2 separate regions of the Gasterosteus aculeatus genome follow, and region 1 is linked to region 2. A link is a contact called in public Hi-C data. All regions are on one chromosome and are shown on one strand. Each heading gives the region's core, a stretch centred on a gene start, on an enhancer-like site or on the middle of the called end of the contact. The rest is flanking DNA. Distances are from core to core; before and after follow the strand shown.

Region 1 (3,340 bases), core at 206-2,705, 41 kb after region 2:
TCAACACAAACACCTTTTCCTCCTCCTGCTGACTGACCCCCGAGGCGTTTCACCGCCTGGAGGGTCCTTCAGCAAACACCAGGAATGTGCAACTCCCAGGTAACATAATTGCTGACAGACGCTTTAATGATGTGACAGATGTTGGAAGAGGGAGCTCGCATGCTGGGTACTTGAGAGCTTCAGCAGCGGGCGGCGTTGGGGGGCATAAAAACCATAATTTGACTGCAGGTGTCTGCTGGATGGACATAAGCTGCTGAATGAGAAGATGAAGGGGCACTAAATGATTAGGTTATCTTGTGTGGGTGTTTTTCGTCTGGGGGGGGGCCCTAAATGGAGGTTTGATGCATGTGGCAAAAAGTTGGTGGCTCAGAACTTTGATGAGTCAGGGAGACATTTTAGTGCAGATGTTCCAGCTGCAACTTTGATAAGAGTTAAAAAGACGTCACTTGCAACCCCCACTTTTTGTATTCGAGCAGTTCACGTAACAGACGCGTATCTCTTGTACCCCTTTGCCCCTTAACAACAAAGGACAGACGTGCTGGACAAACACAGGTCCCACTCACACACGCGCGCGCGCGCGCACAGCTGTCCCGTCCCGGAACGTCGAAGCGTGGAGGGGGAACAAAGAGAAGACAGATGGGAACATTTTGGCGTTTCTTTTTTCTTTTCTCCTCTTACCAAAACGGTTGCGAATCTTTCCTCCAGCTCGCCGGGCTCGGGCATGGGGAGCTTCAGAGGCATGTTGTGTCCTCTGAAGTCAGCGTGCTGGTCCATGCTCCCCGCGTTCCCCATGTTGTCCTCGTTCACCAACAAGCACCAACTTTTCTCCTCCTCTCCGTGTCTAGTTATCTCCTTCTACCTCCCTCGCTCGCCCTCTCTCTCTCTCTCTCTCCCTCCCGGCTGAGAACAATTTCCGCACGACAAAAGAAAAAGTTTAAAGTTTTAAAAAAAATAGTCCCTCTGGTTCTTTCTCGCTTGCAAACTGCCCTTTGCCAGGTTTGTGTGGCGAGTGACTTCTTCAGCAGGAGCACATGTGAAGCGTGAGGAGGAGGCGGCGGCGGCGGCGCACGAGCCTCTTCTGGGGCATTTCCACGCGGGGAGGAGACCGGGGAGAACTGGACCTCTCTCCGCTCTTATCCGTATCTTGCACAATTCAGGCTCCGCTCCCGGCCGGTAGTAGTGACGACGGCCATGATTCACGCTTATTGCACCCCCCCCCCCCTCCACACGCACGCGCACACACGCACCGCGGATGTTAGTGAGTTGGCTTCGGTAATCCCCGAAAGGAGGGGGGCTCTTTTAAACACGCACTCCCATCCCTCTCCACAATGAGTTCTTTCAGGGGAAAGCCTCCCTCTTCTTCTTCCTCTTCTTCCTCTTCTTCTTGGGGCGTCGCTCCCAAAGCCGGAGCTAAATAGATGATATGTTTTCGGTGTTGCATTGTGGCACTTTGAGTCCTTCGTGAGAGACAATTAAATTGAGGGAATATAGAGTTGATAACAGGGGTGATGAGTTGATTAATTATTTTACTCGTGCCCCCCCAATGATTGAGCTACCCTTGACTATGGGGCCACCGGGTGGACTAATCTATTAACACAACAACAATGTGTCCTGTGGACATTGTTGTTGTGTTGTGAAGGTTGAAAAACTGGACTCTTCATCCCTCCATTCATGTTTTCATGGCAGAAAGTTGGACTTTGCTCAGGCGGGAAAAGCACAGGTGTAACTAATAATGATTAATTGTGCCAGTGGCTCACTGTACATTACCAAGATCCTGGAACTGGCACACCTGCGTTTGCACTGAGTAACTACGAGGCTGCTGGAGTTTGTCTGCAGGCTACTGGAGTTTAGCTTCATGTGTCTTAAAAACAGCACAGTTAACATTTGTATCCTGGGGCAAAGCACGGAAAGCAACTGATACGGGCTTTAGTCCTGCGGATACAGATATCTCCCCCTTGTTTTCTTTTCTATTGTGTGTATGTTCTTGTCTGGATTGTGGCGAGCTGACTAGATCAAGTTGTATTGAATTGAATAACTGCAACGCTGTTAGTGTGAGCGTGGCTGCATTAATAATCCCGGGGAATTTCATTTTGTTGAGACGTGAGACGCGTTCAGTGACACATGAAGAAACATGTTTTATTTATTTAATCTATTTTCCAAGAATTTAATTCTACGCTGAGGACATCTGTGATTAGTTTAACCTTTCCTGTCTCCTACTCTTGTCTCCTCAGCCAATATCCACAGGACAAAGCCTCGAGCAGATACAGACAGGCCTTCTGTCCAGATTCCATCTGAGGATTTATGACTTTTAAATATATAGAGTAAGAGTAATGCGCCTTTTCTGTTATGACATTAAAACTACAGTTGTTTTCGTCCAAATTTCCATTGTAAAAAAGAAAGTGACACATCTTCCAGGATCTCTACTAAACTCTAGAAAAACTTGCGGATTTACAAATTGTACAACAACAATTCTGTGAAACGTTTATGCTGCCCGAAGATCTCTACATGCTCTGGAGGGGAATCGTATCTGCCGACAGGGTGGGGACGGCATTACGCACAAAGAGGGTGACATCAGCATGCAGAGCTCTGGAGACAATCCAGAGGTTCTCCAGATGCACAGTGCTTTCATTCAGGCTGCTGAACGGACTCAACCAGGGAGGGTGTCACATCTGACGACGCTGGCTCGACACATTGAGAATGCAAAAGGCGGCTGACTGACGTCATAGGATCATTATGCGTTCCAAGTTAAGCTGATTTTCTCTGTCTGAAGACCCGTCCTCTTGTGTTGATTAGTGTATGCACCTACTACATGTTTATGCACTCATTGGATTTTCTTGCCTTTACAGACGTGCAGCAAATGAGCTTCAATGAAGACAGATTATGTGGAATGTATTGTTAAACTATTATTCAATTCGAGTGAAAAAATCAAATAGAATCAACTTAATAAGTAATGCGTATAATGTGTGTATACTTAATGACATCATATGTGTCCATGTTATTAATGTATTTTAAGCAGCTGGAGTGTAATTTAAGATTTTGTTTCATCGTGTGTTTTAATTTGTTACAGACGACAGCATTAGTGTTGAATGTTGACAACAATAATACGACAAATAATGGGTAACGGATCATGAGATAAGGAAGAAACTGGGCTCGGGAGTAAGCACGGGGGGCCTATTAACCCCCTGTGGCACCCCCACTCTGAGCACGTGTACAGGATTCCTGCGATGGATTATTACATGGCCCCATATTCGCTGATCTCTAATCTCATTAAGTACAATTTAATTAGTTTTTGACACATCAGCCATTTGGAATATAAGGCCCAGATTAAGGCTCTTATTTG
Region 2 (3,668 bases), core at 982-3,481:
CTATAGATCAACAGCTACAGGCTTGATCCATGAGTAAAGATGCTGAAAGAAGTCAGCATGGAGATAATTCACATTGGCTTTCCATTTCTTTTTTTTGTTGATCCCTCAGCGATACACTTACTTTAGTACAAATTACCCTCCATACGCCTGCTCATCAGCCCTTTTATAGAAAAACAATTCTCGAGATGGTTTGGTGTGTTTTTTGTAGTACGAGGAATGGAAAGAAGCACCGGAATGTACCAAGATACCACAGTGTCAAACCAACACTAAAAGATGTCGCTTTTGTAACAGCTAAAGGGAACGCGTCCCATACATTCTACATTATGTTCCCAAGGAAGCATCTCGTTCACGTGGCTCTTAAGGCCACCGCAAGTCCAGTTTTACATGTTTAAAATTGGGTAACAAAAATAAAATTAAAAAAAAACATCAGACAAACAGGAGACGGCGTGAAATCAGCCCACAAAAATAAGTTCAGGCACTTGGCTGGTCTAAGGTTCCCGGATCCACCTTTCAGACACTTAAAATACAGTCCCACACATGTCTGCGTCCTTCATAGTGAAAAGCTGCTGCTGTAGCACAGACATGAAGCTACATGTATTCTTATGTATTATATATATATATTTACATATATATCATCCTGTATGTTTGCTACGCTGGTCATCTTTCACGTATCAGCCTTCGCTCTGCATCGACCCGCCCGTCTCTCTCTCTCTCATATCCTCCCCATCTTTAAACCCCCCCCATCGGCACATGCACTGATCCCTCTTCACACAACCACTTCGCCGCTCGCCATCGGCCGCAGGTTCTGATCATCAAAGCGTCTCCTGACGCTCCTCCGCACGCCGTCTGCTCGCCTGTACGGCTGATTCCTCAAATCTGTGAGGGTAGAATGGCGCGGATGGGGGGGGGGCAGGAGGGTAAAGAACAATCTGTCAGTGGTCTTGTGGCGGCGTCTTGACGTGCCCACGTGCTCAGAGTGCTGGCAGCACGTCTCTCAAAGCAGCATGAGTTCTACCCAGAGAAAAGGCCCTGCAGGTCAGCTGTCTCACCACAGAAACAGGCAACAGGGTTTTCACTTCTACGTAGGAAAACTTAGATGGATCTTGTGAAAGCAAGATGCGCCATCCTAATAAAATGGGTGAATTATCTATTTTGTATTGTCAAGACATTCAAATGTGTTGTTATGAAGGGGATAGAATGAGAGAGATGAAGGAAATTACAGTCAAAACAGAAGAGATAATAAAGAGATGCTTGCCAGGTTTGGGACACATCCACCATTACAGGTGTGCTACTGGAGGACTTCTTACCCTCGAGTGGACATTGGGAAATTTAGTAATATTATTCTTCTTTAGGGCTAGACGAAGAGAAGACAAAATGGAGGTTAAAAATGGAAGAGGAGGAGGCCGACATATTCACACCAGCTTTGCTGAGAGCGCTGAGAGGGCACTGCGAGAGCAAAGCAAAGTGGCGGCAGGCTGCAGGGGCGGAAAAGGCCGCAGGAGGGGAAAGGCTTTGAGAGGGGACAGAGCCGGAGGACGTTAACTAGTTCATCTGGCAGGGAGGCGGATCAAAGCGTCTGGCGGTTTTCTTTCTCTTTTTTTTCTGCGTTCTAAACTCATTGTGCTTTGGAGAGCGGCTACCAGCAGGACAGAAGAAGAGCCCGTTTCACACCTCAGAGCGATCGTGGACAGAAATAAACAAACGTGGTTGCAGGACACGGCAGGATTGTTTACATTTACATACATACAACAGCGTCGTCACCAAAAATCTACCAAAGCATGCATGCAGCCAGCACCAAGGACGGGCGGGAACCAGGCGAAACGGCCTCGCTGCATGTTAGTAGCACACACACACACACACACACACACACACACACACGCACACAGAGGATGCAACTGCAAAGAAGCACCGCTGCGATCAGAGAGATTGTCCAGGTGGAGACGTCATGCAGAATATTAGCGAGCCTCCCACACCACAGAGAGTCTTTTGACCTTTCGGTCTGCAGCCTAACGGGGAGAGCAGGGATGCATTCTGGGAAAACGTTAGGAAGGAAGGAAGCAAGCAATCAGCATGCGAGAAGCTGTTCCAGCAGCAGTAATGACATGTGATAACAAACACACAAACATTCGTTTTTTTCATTAGACATTAAACAAATAAAAGCAAGTGATAATGCCACAGCCCCTAACACAATAATGATGATGATGATAATGATGATGACTAAAGCTTATATATGTATATTCTACATACACATTGCATGAAATAACCATTCAATCTGAATGTAATCAGTGATAAACTGAAGTATTCGACTCATTATTTGTCTTCAATCTGTGACCACTAGATGGCAGCAGGCAGCTTAGCGTTTCTACTCGAGGCCTCGATGAGAGAACACACACTCCGTTCCACTTTCCCTCTGCTGTCACTGCAGATACTAGTGTGACCTCGCAGACAGCCCCCTCTGTGACATTATGGTTTGCCATGGCTGATAACGTGATGATAATAGATGAGGTGGGGGGGGGGGGGTCACACTTCATGCAGGTGGGCAGAGAAAACCGTTACACCCACATGGTCGTACTCAGGAGAGAGAACACACACACACACATATACACACAGGTGTGTTTGTAAAAACCTTTTGATCGGCACTGTGAACACAAACACGGGTCTGAGAGTGTGACGGTTAAAACAGGTGTGAAGACTCATGCGGGGGGGGGGGAGAGAGAGACACGTAAAAGGAGAGAATGTTTTGTTCCAGCAACCTTAGCGAGGAGGGACAGTTCTATGAGCTTAGTAATGGTACTCCTCATTGAGGGCCGACTCGCAGAAGAACCGAGAGCCGCGCTTGGCTGTGCGGGCGGTAAAGGGCACTGTCTTCAGCACTGCATCGAGGACAACAAGGACAACAGCCAGGACAAGACAGGACAAAGACAGTTTAAGAAAAAGCAGACTTCTACAGGGTTTTAGCGCTAAGCAAATGTCTCACAACAGCATCGGGCGGGGGGGGGGACTTTTTTTATGGTGGCTGTTGATCTAAAAATGTTACTTAATAATAAAGCTCAATGTTTGAAGTGTGTCATGTAATATCTAAATGTTAATACTAATACGTTAATTGGTAAGTAGCATTTAATTTACCCAAACAGAACAAAATCTATGACAATGAATTGTATTAATGTATCACAGTTTGCATGTAAAACAAATGTAAAAGTATTTACATTACACTTACATCAGCTGATATCATTTTATTAAAATATGAATATATCTTACTGGTGTAAATGTTCTAGACTTTGCAGTGGATTGCAGAGAGCGCTGAACCAGCCAACATTGTTTCTATGCTATGTGTTCATGGCTCATCAAATGATTGAACATATAAAGTCCAACTACACTTAAGTAGAGAACATCAGAAAACGACTTAAATTCCATAACTGCCCACGGCAGGTTTATCCAACTTAAGATGAATTTATTCCATTATACTGAATGATTTTCCTATGAGCTAGTCCCGACCCGGCCCCGTCTACCTACAGATGGCGTAGAAAAGCAACGACAAAGCAGGTAAGACTAGCGATGATCATCAGACCCATCTGGAGCTGAATGTCATTGGGTTAGCTGCATGTTTGTGATCATCAGGTTAAACGCCTTTAGTTATCAAATATCTGACAGCAGAATAAAAATGTAAT

The links. A called contact is a pair of places that touch in the nucleus more often than the background predicts.
Region 1: a contact with region 2 is called in a Hi-C map of liver, with 2.3 times the contacts expected there. The contact joins the promoter of fmnl2a here to the enhancer-like site in region 2. A contact is called at or near these places in 5 of 6 Hi-C or Micro-C datasets (liver, skeletal muscle, tail fin and 1 more).

Annotation. Positions count from the first base shown.
Region 1 is chr16:12,091,288-12,094,627 of fGasAcu3.hap1.1, forward strand. It overlaps fmnl2a (formin-like 2a), which reads right to left and starts at 1,456. Exons shown (of 28, transcript XR_013453086.1): 1 at 679-1,456.
Region 2 is chr16:12,049,735-12,053,402 of fGasAcu3.hap1.1, forward strand. fmnl2a (formin-like 2a) reads right to left here. Exons shown (of 28, transcript XR_013453086.1): 26 at 2,754-2,873; 27 at 1,256-1,354; 28 at 1-876. Among protein-coding and RNA genes, the nearest start is that of prpf40a, 16 kb to the left of the region's middle. Within about 2 kb of position 2,232, at least 2 of the 9 cell types and tissues checked have open chromatin away from gene starts, as enhancers often do.